Linked DNA regions of Mus musculus: region 1 is linked to region 2. Evidence: chromatin contacts called from public promoter capture Hi-C data. All regions are on one chromosome and are shown on one strand. Each heading gives the region's core, a stretch centred on a gene start, on an enhancer-like site or on the middle of the called end of the contact. The rest is flanking DNA. Distances are from core to core; before and after follow the strand shown. Region 1 overlaps Mxi1 (MAX interactor 1, dimerization protein). Region 2 overlaps Add3 (adducin 3 (gamma)).

Region 1 (6,922 bases), core at 4,029-6,528, 190 kb after region 2:
CACCCAAATACACATACTTAAAGATTTTCTTTTAAACAATACATTGGCATTTACCTATCATTAAAATTTTTTTTAAGTTGACCTTTATATATATAATTTATTTAATATTTTTTGTGTATTGGTGTGAGGGTGTCAGATCCCCCAGAACTGGAGCTACAAACAATTGTGAGCTGCCACGTGGGAACTGGAGACTAAGACTGACTCATGAGGCGGAGTAGCCAGTGCTCTTAACCACTAAGCCATCTCTCCAGCCCCTGAACTGGCTGAATTTTACATTTTTAATTGGATGCTGGAGAGGTAGGTGGCTCTGCAGGCTCCAAGCCTGACAGCCTGAGTTTCAGTCCCCAGGAGCCACATGGGGGTGGGGGTTGGAGGGGAGAGAGAAAGAGAGAGAGAGAAAGAGAGAGAGAGAGAGAGAGAGAGAGAGAGAGAGAGAGAGAGAGAGAGAGAGAAAATAGAAATTAAAAAAAAAAAGAAAGAACAAACTGCTTCCCCAACATGACCTCCACATACATGCTAAGGCACATCCTTGCCATAATAAAATAACGAGATTCCTTTTGTTTAAACGTCGTCAGGGAGGTGGGTAGCAGGATGGCTCAGCAGCTAAAAGCACTTGCTGGATCTAAACTCGGGTCTTCCTGGTGCACAGCAAGAGCTGCCCACCCAGGCCATCTGTGCGCGTGTACACACGGGCCAGTGAGCTTCAGGTACCCACTTGTCTGTGTCTGCCCACCTCTTCCTGCGAGGCTGGAGTGGCAGGCATCTGCCACCGTGCCCAGCTCTTACTTGGGCTCTGGGATCTGAATTCAGTGCCTTGTGTTTGAGCAGTAGGCATTTAAGACATCTCGGGGGGTGGGGCCCCCCTGATGTTTACAGCGATGTCGTTGCGCGAGTGTGTGTGTGCATGCATGTCGCGGTGGACATATGGAGAACAACTTTCAGGAGTTGGTTTTCTCCTTCCCCCATGGATTCTGGAGATAAAATTAAAGGCATCCAAGGAATACAGTAGAAAAAGATAGAGGAGGACGCCTGATACCCTCCCTGGCCTTCATGTGTGCAAAGGCTCGTGTGTGCACACGCGCACGCACACAAGCACGCACATCAGCACACATGCCAGCAGCAGTATTTGGAATAAGTATTGGAATGAAACAGAAGTGTTTTGTAAGCATTGGCCACTCATCACTTCAGTTATAAAATACTGTTTTTCAGAGGATGGCCCTTCCTTTATTGGAGAAACTTTTAGAAACGATAGAAAGAACTGTATTCTCCCTCTGTCTAGGATTTTTTGGTGTGGATAGGGAAATCTAGACTGTAAACGTGCCTGAACTTCGCTTTGCAGAGGTGCAGTCTGTTCCTCAGAGGTTTCCCAATGCTCTTGATAGAGCACAGAGAGGTTGGATGTACTACGGTCCGCGGTAGGGAGCAATAAAACAGCTGCTTTACTATGCCCAGTAAGATACAACCTGGTCTCTGCGCCCCACTTCTGCCTTCACAGTTAGAGGTAACATAAGTGGGAAATAGTAACAAACAAACAAACAGCACAAACAAAGGTTTAACATTTTTCTCCAACTTCTTGGGTTTCTTTTGAAGTCCCTTTGAACACAATCTAGGATGTCTGCAATAGACAGGTATCTGTGTTAGTGTTTCCTGTATACCAGTAACTCACGATCATGTTCTCTGTTCGGAAGTCTTTGGTAGAGACTGTTTATTTGAAGTGGCTTAGTCCCTGGCACTGATGGGCTGCTCAAGGCAGTTACAAACCGACCCCAGCAAGCGCTTACCAAGCACTGGTCTCTGCTAGTCTCTAGAGAGAGACCAGAAGCCCTGGGTCCCACTCTGGATTATAACCTAACTAGGTAGAAAACAAAGATATTATTACAAAGCCCCTCTAAAGAGTATAATTACACGCTGGGCTGTGTGTGTAGCAGACGGGAGTTACGGTAAATTGATCGTGGGGGGCTCTTGTGGATAAAAGCTGGTGTACACAGCATAGTCGTACATGTTTATTTCTGTGATCTGCGTGGTACTCCAGGGGTGGAGGTTTCAGTTTGTTTGTTTGAATTCAAGTGTAGTGTGCCACTTGCTCTGAGGTGAAGTCAAACCACCCCGCATGGATAAGATAGGTAGGTGCCTGAGTATTGTCAGAGAATGTGATGCAACTTGGTTTTCTTCCTTTCTCTTACAGTTGTTTCCCAGCTGTATCTGTAACAACTAAAATGCAGTCTTTGTTTTTCACACAGGGCCTAACTATGTAGCCAACGGCGGCCTTGAACTCGTCATTCTCGTGCCTCAGTTTCCCAGGTTCTGGGATTATAATTTATTAATTTTCACTTTTATGTGCGTTGGTGTTTTGGCTGCACATATGTGTGTGAGGCTGTCAGATCCCCTGGAACTGGAGCCACAGACAGTTGTGAGCTGCCACGTGGGTGCTGGGAACTGAACACAGTCCTCTGGAAGGACAGCCAGTGCACTTGAACTGAGTCATCTCTCCAGCCTCCTGAGTTCTGGAATTAAAGATGCTACCATCACACCATGTTTGAATAGTCTAATTTTTTAAACTGAAAATAATTTAATGTCATATAGTGTATTCTGGTTATGGTTTTCCCTCCCTCATCTTGTCCCAGGTCCTCCCCACTTTCCCAATCCCATGCCTTCCCCCCCTTTCTTAAGAAAACAGGCAAACAGATAAAAACAGGGGGAAAGAAACAGCACAGGAATGTATCGACAGACACACACACTCACATACACCCTCACACAGACAAACACACTCTCACACACACTCAGGCAAATACACACACACACTCACACACACAAACACACTCACACACACAAACACAGACTCACATACACATTCACACAGACAAACACACTCACACAGACTCAGACAAACACTCACATACACACTCACACATATCCACGCACCATATAGAATGTTTTACTTTCCAATATATTGATCCTGAAGTGATTAGAACAAGTCTGGCTCATTTAAAAGATACTAAAACTACAAGAGAAAGATTCAGATTTCCTAATCTGGAAATGCAAAGGCTAAATCAAAATATGTGTGTAATTTGTAAATTGTCAAAGAACATTGTTTGCTTGTTTGTTTGTTTGTTTTCACCGAAACCTTGACTAGAATTCAGGAAACTTTAAAGCCTAAAGGAGAAGTTTTCGTTTTTGTTTAAAGGGCAGTCCTACCTAAATCAGGGTATGTTAACTATAAAGGGTCTTACTGCCACAAGTAAAAACAGTTTCAAATCCAATTTTAAAAAAGATTTATTCATTTTATGTATATGAGTACACTGTAGCTGTCTTCACACACACCAGAAGAGGGCATCAGATCCCATTACCATGTGGTTGCTGGGATTTGAACTCAGGACCTCTGGAAGAGCAGTAAGTGCTCTTAACTGCTGAACCATCTCTCCAGCCCTTAAATCCATTTTTAAACAGTGTTTGGGGGCTTTATAAGAAGATAGGAGATATGTGTAATGTTTGGGTCGTGGCCAGCTCAGAAGCACTCCGAGATGTCCCATGCGTTGGTGCCATCAACAAGCACCAAGGTCTTGGACGTTTGGACCGTTGCTGGGACAAGGATCATTGCTAGGACGAGGATCATAATGTCCATGTGTCTTTACACTTTTGGTTCATTTTAGTCTAGCACAGTTCACAATTATCCCTTTATAGAATGGCTTGTATTTTGCAAAGCTGTATTAAAAAAAATTAGTCTCTTCCAATTAAGTTTTTTTCTTCAATTAGAAATTCCACCTTTGCGGGTCAGACATAGCCAGGTTAGGTTGGGCTGAGTGAACTGCAAAGCAAAGGCTCTCCTCTTAGAGCAGCTGGAAGCTAAGGCTCTCTGGAAAGCACTGAAATATATTGTTCTATGTCACTGAGTCACCTGCGGAGGGAACATGGCTTTCTTGACTTACAAGGTTAAATTCTGGGGTTTTAAAAGAAAAACCAGATAAATAAATATTGAGTATTACCTTTCACCATTTCAAAGGATCCTGCATATATCTTTGAAGATAAGAGATGTTGGTGACCCCCAATGCTCTTTGGGGATTTCTGATCCTACAGTCTTAGAAAGGAAATATAAACAGATTCGGCAAACACAATCTCTAAACCCTACTGGCTGCTTCAGTTGGAACAACAGTTTATATTTCTTGTTGTTTTGGTGTATGTAGCCCAGAGGGTCATATCACCTCCCATGATGAATGGTGAGGATCTTGACTGGCTGCCTCTAACAAACAGAGCAACTGTCCTTCAACTTGGCTTTTCCTTTTCTCAAACCCATAGAATTACATCCATTTTTCTATATTGTTCTTCAGAGCTCTTGATGTAATCAAAGTGTACGATCATTAGTTGTCGATGAAAAAGAAAGTCTTCCTCATAAAGCAAACTGTATGGAAAATTAACAGCGTTGACCTGAGAATGGAGTGCAGGCGGGGTTGTCAGTTCTTCATTTCACATTCCCTGAGGAATCCAACTAAGATTCAGACAGATGTACACACACACACACACACACACACACACACACACACACACACACACGGGCGGGGGGGATATGAATGTGTATGTTACAATGGTGTGCTTTGACTCAAATCCTTAGGTCATTGAACACCTTCCTCCTTTCTGAAAAAGTTCTTTACTGTTTTGTTTTTACACAAACGGTTTCTCTGCTTTGTTGACTGTCCTTTAACTCACTCTGTAGACCAGGCTGGCCTCGAACTCAGAGATCCCCCTGCCACTGCCTCCTGAGTGCTGGGATCAAAGGCGTTCACTGCCAGGCTGGGCTTAACCAAGCAGTGCTCCCTCCAGACTGTTGCCAGGTGCTCTGCAATGCTAGGCTGACCTCAGAAGAAATTCAGAAAGAACTTTTCATTTGGGCTCTTTGTGGTTAGGAACACAGGACAATGAAAGATAAAACTGACAGAGTTAAGTAATTAGAAGTGAGGCAATATATCAGAGCATCAGTTCTGTGTCGGTACCAAGGCTGCGTGTGGCATAGCCTACATTCTGTGTCTTCTACTTTCCCAGAGGTTCTAAATGGAAGGTTAACGTTCTAAGTGTGTGAAGCAAACACATTGGCCAACATTTGTTCTGTGTTGTCCTTTTCCTGCCCCAAATTTCATCACCCCTCCCCCTCCCCCCAACAAAATCACATTTTGATTTGGGGAAAATGACAATAAAATGGATCTTTACAAATGATCCCTAGCTAGCGTGACTGAGCTGGCCGGTGTCCAGCAGTGTCAGAGCGTTTGCCATCTGCTGAGGAGCAGGCTCGGCTCCCGCTGTCTGTCGGTCTGCGCTCCCCCTCTCCGCTCGCTCTTTCTCAGTGCAGACCCAACATTGACATTTTCAGAATGCACGAGTTCCCTGGCTTGTGTGTGTTCACACGGGCCAACTCCTGCATTTATACGCGCCTCAAAATGAGTGGTTACGGCCAGCACACCTAAGAAGTGGGGCCGTTTTTAAGTATACGGGTTTCTGTTTTCATTTCTAGCTTCTAAACAGTCAAATTATAAAGCAGTCCTCAAGGCTGTTTGTGCTGTGTAGGTTTACCACTTTATTGAGATCAGTTAGAGCTTCATTTCTCTGTCATCCTAATAGTAATTTGAAACAATAAAACACTTCCACCTGGCTCTAGATTGGAGCAGTGGCGGAGAGGTAAGACATAAGCTTGTGTGGAAGAGATTTCACTCTTGCACGCGTGTCCTGTCTGAAAAGAAGACAGAGCCTCATGGCGGCTCATCTCTGTGTCTCCCATCTGACTTGCCAGCACGTAGGAAGTCTGTTTTGGTTTCAAAATGTACTTTACCCCATGGTTGCTGGCAGGGCACAATGCTATTGACATCACTGTGTTTCAAATAGAAAATTAACAAGTAGCTACTGTTGTGACTGCAGATTGCTTTCCCAGCCCTTGTGAGAGAATGCTTTTTCCTTTGGACAGTAATACTTCTCAGCCCCTTGGTACCATTAAATCAGCCAATGCGGGCTGCCAGGAAAGGGATGAACACCGACAAAAAAGGCCGAAGAATGGAAAACTGTTAATAAGGCAGAAATCTTTAATCTGTTTCCAAACTGATGTGAAAGATAATTAAAAAAAAAATTGTCTCCCACCCACAGCTAAGTTTTGACAGTAGTCCAGGTCCAGAGCCGATCTCTCCCGAGAGGAGTCTCCTTTCCCTCCACCCAGATCCCTGGAGAGTTGCCAAAAGAAAATAAGCTATTTTGTATTTAGAACAAATTGCCACTGTTTTCTGCAGAGATGTAGCCCTATTTCCCAGACCTTGAAACCTGGAATACAGAAAGTTCTTGTGTGACTGAAGAAATATGCTGAATGAATGATGAAGCTCGGGTTTGTTTTTATTTAAAGAAAAGAAAGGGGGGGGGACCCAACAGCAACCCCAAATCCTTATAAACAGATAAGAGGGGATGCGTGCACAGAAACCAGATTTAGCTCAAAATGCACGTGAGTGAGCAGTCTGTGAGAAGTCGCTCTGGAGGCTCCTGGTTGGAGATCCAGTGAAGAGCATTGGCTTCTAGAACAAGATCTTTTTATTTTTCTTTTTTCTTTTTTTATTGGGTATTTATTTCATTTACATTTCCAATGCTATCCCAAAAGTCCCCCACGCGCTCCCCCACCCACTCCCACTTCTTGGCCCTGTTGTTCCCCCGTACTGAGGCATATAAAGTTAGAACAAGATCTTAATGAATTTTCCCCCCCAAATGAGTCAGGCTGTCTAAAGTGTAAAGCCTCGAGCCCGGCATGGTGGTTCAAGTCTGTAAACCAAGCTGCGGGGTGGTGGGGAAGGGAAGAGGGTGAGTTTCAGGCCAGCCTTGGCTGCGTGAGAGTCCCAGTTTAAACAAACAAAAGTTATTTTACTTTAGAGATGAATACAGAACGTTAAAAAAAGTAATGGTT
Region 2 (6,877 bases), core at 1,188-3,687:
CTATTCTGATGGGTGTTTGCTGAGTCTTGTCCACCCTTCTTGAAAACAGGTGACAAAAATAAATTTATAGCTACTGTCTTCGTTCATATTGCTACAACAAACACCATCACCAAAACCCAAAACACATTATATTTTCATTTTCTCTGTGCTCTGGTATGAAGCACCGTGCAGTAGGTAAAGGAGCCTCTTGCTCAAAGTTCCCTGCTGCTTAGGATCCTTGTATTGCTTTCCTCCAGGCTACCTGCTACCCCATTGGGTACCTGGTGAGTACCTCAGACATCAATGAAGTTTTCTTTTTAAAAATTTAATTGAGGAAAATTATGTGACCATGTATAACATGTTTTAAAAGAGTATTAAAGAGCAGCTAAACTATTTACATGTGCCTTACCTATTTTACACACGTTTTAAAACAAAACTTATTTTATTTCTTGAGATGGGGGTCTCACTATATAACCCTGGCTGACCTGGAACTAACTCTGTAGACCAGGCTGGCCTTGAACTCACAGAGATTCTCTTGCCTTGTCTCCCACCACCCAGCTATCGGCTTACTTTTTGTGGTGAGAACACTACAGTTGGATGTTTTCAAGAGAGACTTCAGGTTACTGACAGCCTTTTGAGCAGTGTGGAACATCAGAAGCTTGGGAAAGAGTGGCCTTCTCATGTTGAAACATCACTGAAAGCTCTTCAGACGCTTTCAGGAAAACACAGGAAGAGTCTCTTCTAAGTGCCAGGAATATCACATCTTAAGCTTCAGAGATCAACCATATAAGATCCATCCCATATACAACCACCAAACCCAGACACTATTGCATATGCCAGAAAGATTTTGCTGACAGGACCCTGATATAGCTGTCTCTTGTGAGGCTATGCCAGTGCCTGGCAAATACAGAAGTGGATGCTCACAGTCGTCTATTGGATGGATCACAGGGCCCCCAATGAAGGAGCTAGAGAAAGTACCCAAGGAGCTGAAGGGGTCTGTAACCCTATAGGTGGAACAACAATATGAACTAACCAGTACCCCCAGAGCTTGTGTCTCTAGCTGCGTATGTATCAGAAGATGGCCTAGTCAGCCATCAATGGGAGGAGAGGCCCTTGGTCTTACAAAGATCATATGCCCCACTACAGGAGAATGCCAGGGCCAGGAAGTGGGAGTGGGTGGGTTGGGGAGTGGAGTGGAGTGGGGTGGGGTGGGGGTGGGGGTGGGAAGGGTATAGGGGACTTTGGAGATAGCATTTGAAATGTAAATGAAGAAAATATTTAATAAAAAAAGAAAGAAAAATGAGAAGCTACCTCAAAAGAAAGAGAGAGAGAAAGAGAGAGAGGAAGGAAGGAAGGAAGGAAGAAAGAAAGCAAGCAAGCAAGCAAGCAAGCCTTCTTTACAGACAGTGTTGAAGTAAGACAAAGGGGTAGAATAAGTGTACTGAGTGGATAAGCCTTGCATTAATCCTAGGCCATGTCTTAATGGCAATGTCCTTGACATTGCCGCACCGAGACTGAGCAAGTGGAAATGTCAGAGTGCTGGCATGTTAGCTGCTAAGTTAGACTGCTTGTGACTGTGATCTGCGCGCTGTGCAGGGCTGGATGCTGCCTTTGCTCCCAACTGCTGTTCTCACTTAGGTTCAAGTACCTGTTACTGACTTTGGAAAAACACAAGGAGGAAGAGAAATATTGAAAAGTAGCTCAGGGCTGGAGAGGGTTATGTTTAAAGAGCAGAGCACGGCCAGGACGAGTGCTGTGCATCTGTAGTCTCAGCGTTTGCCAGCTGAGGCAGGAGGATTGAGGATTTGTGGCCTACATGGGTTTCAGAGTGACTTTGAAGAGAGGTGGGGTGGGGAGCACAGAGTGCAGGAAGTACGAAGTATAGAAGTGTGTTTCCGACTAGGTGGTGGGGATCCCGTTTTCCTGAGTCTCCCAGTATCCTACCTGGGTACCTGTAGGGAGTTGTAGCGTCTGAGATGAGCAGCTTCTGTAATTGTCTGCCTAGTCTGCCTCGCTCGCCTCCATGACTGAGATCATGGCAGGTTTAAATGCGTGTTGCTTATGCTCTTATGCTACATATGTTGTTGTTTTATATTGTTTATTATTTATCTGAAGTATCATCTACCTGAAATTTCATCAAGAGGAAAGGAATATGCACCATAGAGCATCCATATTATGGTTAAGAGAAGTAAGAGTTAACTGAGCAGCCAAACTAACTGGGACTAACGTGGCACTCATCCCTCAGCTTTATAACGAGGCAGTAGCCTCCTTGTGGGTGGGGGAGGGGAGTGTGAACTCAGTGACTTTCCTAATTCAGTCACTCATCCCTTTAACCCCTGTAAAATTGATTTGCTTTTGTAGGTCAATTATATAATGTTTGTGTGCATGGTGTTGTTCCAAGTGAAAAGCTCTGGTGAATGGCTATTTTGGAAGAAAAGATTGGGATATATTCATAGTAATAAGCTTGGTTTGCATTTCTGGGTGACTCATGATCTTCAGCTTCTAACCAAGTTAGTGAAGGGTTGCTATAACTACCAGATGGCAGGCTTTCCTAATCCAGTGTTAGATGCCAACAGGCTAATAACAGAATAGATGTATGCAGAGTGCACAGATTGGAGTATTATTTAAACTGCTCATCTAGTTGAAACTGCACATTTAAAGGAGGTATAAATGCATTTGTGTATGATACAATTGTTTGGTTTTCAGGACAGTCTCTGAATGCATTTGTAGTGGGTATTTTATGTAAAATGCTTTGTGTCTAAGGGGTATTTTGCCAAGTGCCAGTCTAAAATTTACTTGGGCTCCATCCAGCTGGCAGGTCAGATGTGCTCAGTTCCGGAGAATGGATTCATAGTGGAAGCAGTGTTCGTGCAGTGCAATTACTTTAAAATTAGTTGGTTTATAATTAAAAATTTTCAACTGCTATATTAAAACTACACAGCATAGACATTAAATATCTAGCAGAAATACTTCATGCTCATGTTGTATTCTTAGAACATTTAGAAGCTTTACAGAAAAACCCACGGAAACAAACTCATGAGCTGCCCTCAGTTGATTTTAATGTCCACTTTGAGTTCCTAGGGTAATGGATGGCTTCTACGACTCTGTGAACAAGACGGATGCCGAAGTGCCGACGGCGTAGGCCTAGTGCATAGGACGAGGAGCTGTGTTTCTGTGTAGGGAAAGCTGTAGTCGTGTTCTTTAAGGGAAGCAGGTAGTTAAGTACTGGATACCACTTGGTACAGGTGAAACGGGTCCCAGATGAGGGATTTGCCACTGTAGCCTCAACACCGTGAGGTGAGCTCTGCAGAGGGCAGGAGTGCACTGCCATGGTTCCATGTTATTCCCAGAGGACCATCTCCCACCGCCTGTCCTGTGTGTGCCTCCTTAGTGTAGAGGTTTCTCAGCAGAGTACTTCCAGGCATGCTGGGAAAACTGCTTTCCTGCACCTTCTTTGAAAGGTTCACAATGCACCTTAGCATAGTGCAGACTGAGATGTGTGCTCACGGGTGGTGTTTTCTTCAGTGACTACAGCACAAAAATGAACAGCCCCCATAGTGGCGTCTCCATAGTGGAGCTCTCATTTCTGGACATGTGTTGGAGAAACAGGCTGTTCAGCTTCCAGGTTTCCAGGTTTCAGGGGTTGCTTTTGTGATTACTCTTTTCCTTGAAAGTTCACACAAAAGATATAGTTGTTAGTTACATCAGCATTTCTGAGGCCATTTTACATACAAATATTAATTTATTTTCTGTGAAATGTAGATTCTACAGAGAATGCCTTGGATTACTATATATTGTGTATAATATGTCCTCATTTGGATGTATTTTGATGCTTTTTATAAATAAAGTTTTCCTTTAGCTGAAATACAACATTTTCTTCTGATCATGTAATTTTCTTAACAAGCTACTTCACAAAATTTTATATATATCGGGCAGTGGTGGTGCATGCCTTTAATCCCAGCACTTGGGAGGCAGAGGCAGGGAGATTTCTGAGTTCGAGGACAGCCAGGGCTACACAGAGAAACCCTGTCTCGAAAAAACAAAACAAAACAAAAAACAAAAACAAAAAAATATATATATCATAGGATAAAATGTAACTATTTTAATTTTAATGATTACATTAAGGTATGGTAATGTTATTTAAACTAGACTGGTTGTTTTTTTGTTGGTTATTATGTTTATTTACATTTCTAATCTTATCTCCCTTCCCAGTTTCCCTTCCACAAACCCCCTATCCTGGCCCCCTCCCCATTCTTCTGTGAGTATGCTCTCCCACACACCCACTCACTCCAGCCTCACTGCCCTAGCACTTCCCTACTTTGGGGCATCTAGCCTCCACAGAACCAAGGGCATCCCCTCCCACTAATGACAGATAAGGCAGTCCTCTGCTACATAAGCAGCTGGAGCCATGGGTCCCTCCATAGGTGCTCGTTGGTTGGTGATTTAGTCCCTAGCTCTGGGGAGGGGGTCTGGTTGGTTGATACTGTTGTTCTTCCTATGGGGATGCACATCCCTTCACCTCCTTCAGTCCTTCCCCTACCTCTTCCATTGGGGTCCCCAGGCTCAGTGCAATGGTTGGCTGTGAGCATCCACATCTGTATTGGTCAGGCTCTGGCAGAGCCTCTCAGAGGACAGCCATACCAGGCTCCTGTCAGCAAGCACTTCTTGGCATCCACAATACTGTCTGGGTTTGGTGATTGTATATGGATGGATCCCTAGGTGGAGCAGTCTCTGGATGGCCTTTCCTTCCGTCTCTGCTCTAATCTTTGCTCTACGTTTATTTCCTTTAGATAGGAAAAATTCTGTGTTAGGATTGTTGTATTTTGAATTGAAAGGAAAATGAAAGATTAGAGTGTTCCAAAATACTGCTTTATAATCAATTACATTGAGTGAGGTTTTGAAGTTCTTTCTAGACAATGGACTCTAAAGGATGTTCAAATTACATATACATACCAAAGCTTATTATGTAGAGTCTCTATCCTGAGTATGTATATACATCAAAGATTTTATGAATTTTGCTTTCCATGAATTCCTTAAGAGTGATATATTAAGGGTTTTTGTTGTTGTTGTTGGTAGTGGCGATGGTCGGTTGGTTTTAACAGCTAAATTTGGATCCTGAATCATTTCAGGGTTGAAACTTGTGTCATTTTGTGAGTAATAGAAAATCCTAAGTATAGATAAGCTAAGGGTAAACCAGCGTATAAAGTAAGTAGGTTAAAAACAAGCCTCTCTGTCAGCTTTTGAGACGTGTGGTTTATAACCAGCTTCCTAACAGAAAAGATTATCCACCACACCAAATACTGAGATGGTGTCTCATTTTCATTGTATTTAGAAAATTGTGTATGTGGCCTTGGCTTACATTTGCTGAATAACTAAAACTGGTGTTTTAATGCAAGGCAGCATTAGGACTAAGCCCTCAGACACTGAGGAGAACGTTGAGGGCAGCAGCCTTTCTTCCTGAGATGTCAGGGCTTTCTGTAGTTATGGTGGTGTCCCTTAGGTGATCGTCCACACTGTCGCGTTTGTTCAGTGTGTCCATCATTTCTCTCTGCACCCCAAGGTGCTGCATCTTCATTAAGGTGCCTCCCATCTGATCTCCAACTCCACCCACCAGCAGTCCATGCTTTAAGGGAATTGTAGGCTATAAGGGAGTTAGCTTACACACACACACACACACACACACAGACACCAACACACACACGTCTTGAGAACTGTCTGGTACACACTCTCCACCCCATTTAAAGCCAAATTATTTGTCTTTATGGATTCTGCCTATTCAAGTCTTGTCACATAATAAGTTTCTCACTCCCCACCCCCATGCTGGGAAATGACTGTTTTTTGTGCCAGAGCTTTTTAGTGTTCTTATTTTTGCTTTTGCTCCTGTGTTTTTGGTTCTTCCCCTTCCCCCTCCTGTTTGTTGGTTTTCTTATGCTTTCTTTCAGTAGTTTCATAGTTTTCATAGTCTCAGAATCATTAATCCAGTTTTAGCTGTTTGTTTTGTTTTTAAGTTGGTAAAGCAGAGTCAGGTTTCATTCCATCTGCTGTCCAGAGTCCTTAAGACGCAGCTTCTGTCTTTCCTGGAGCCATTGAAGGGATGCAGAGAGGATGAAATCCACGTGGTTTTCCTTTAATAGCCCAGTCTTGCACACGTCCATCATGTGCTGTCCTTGATGGTGATGTGTGAAAAGACGGTGAGTGTAGAGAGTGGAACGCTGGGGCCACCATAGAACTTCCTGACTTCAAATATTGATGCTGTCAGTGAAGACTGATCTAACCACCATGAAGACATCCTCTGAGTGTGTCTGTGCAGGTGTGTCTAGGAGAATTGAGCTGAGGAGGGAATACCTGGCTGGTCAGCATCATCTTAGGGACATGGGCCTTAGACTAAGTAAAATAAGAAAGTGATCTAGCACCATTTTGTCCTTCCTGTTCATGACTCTGGACATGAGTGACTGGTTGGCTCATGCTCTGTAGCCATGCCTTTCCCACACGACACACCTCCAGCTGAGCCCAGCTGAGCCCTTTCACCCTTCAGTCACTTTGTCAAGTATTTAGTCACAGAAATGAGGAGCATGATCAATATACTGCCTTTAAGCAAGTCATTAGGGAAGTTCATTTTTTTTCTACAGATTTCCACATTCTGTCATTAAAAAAAAAAAAGCACGTTAGACATGTTTTTTGCATGGTTTTGCATGAGTGAGGTGGTGAAAATGTATAGAGTACTTAGTGGGAAATGTGAAGGGGTTTTCTTCCCAACCTAGTGAGGACAGACTCTGTAACCTGTTCTTTTATTTGTCTTAGAATGCATCTCCAGCTGACTTGGAGCTTGCTATGTAGACCAGGCTAGCCTAGAAGTCACACAGATCTGTCTGCCTCTACTTCCTGAGTTACTGGGATT

What was found. Promoter capture Hi-C pulls out the DNA fragments that hold promoters and counts their contacts.
Region 1: a promoter capture Hi-C map of hippocampal neurons shows a contact between it and region 2, with 3 times the contacts expected there. The contact joins two enhancer-like sites. A contact is called at or near these places in 9 of 39 promoter capture datasets (the HPC-7 cell line, cranial neural crest, embryonic stem cells and 6 more), 8 of 484 Hi-C or Micro-C datasets (cardiomyocytes, cortical neurons, cranial neural crest and 5 more), 2 of 115 datasets of contacts at active chromatin or transcription factors (CD8 T cells and forebrain) and 2 of 9 other capture datasets (adipose tissue and liver).

The regions. Positions count from the first base shown.
Region 1 is chr19:53,354,548-53,361,469 of GRCm38.p6, forward strand. All of the region lies in intron 3 of Mxi1 (MAX interactor 1, dimerization protein), which reads left to right. Among named protein-coding and RNA genes, the nearest start is that of Gm30541, 31 kb to the left of the region's middle. Within about 2 kb of position 5,279, at least 75 of the 459 cell types and tissues checked have an H3K27ac peak or open chromatin away from gene starts, as enhancers often do. A contact at or near this core is called in cortical neurons, forebrain, hippocampal neurons and 1 more, where this site is marked.
Region 2 is chr19:53,163,269-53,170,145 of GRCm38.p6, forward strand. The region is part of intron 1 of Add3 (adducin 3 (gamma)); the gene reads left to right. Among named protein-coding and RNA genes, the nearest start is that of Add3, 24 kb to the left of the region's middle. Within about 2 kb of position 2,438, at least 35 of the 459 cell types and tissues checked have an H3K27ac peak or open chromatin away from gene starts, as enhancers often do. A contact at or near this core is called in cortical neurons, forebrain, hippocampal neurons and 1 more, where this site is marked.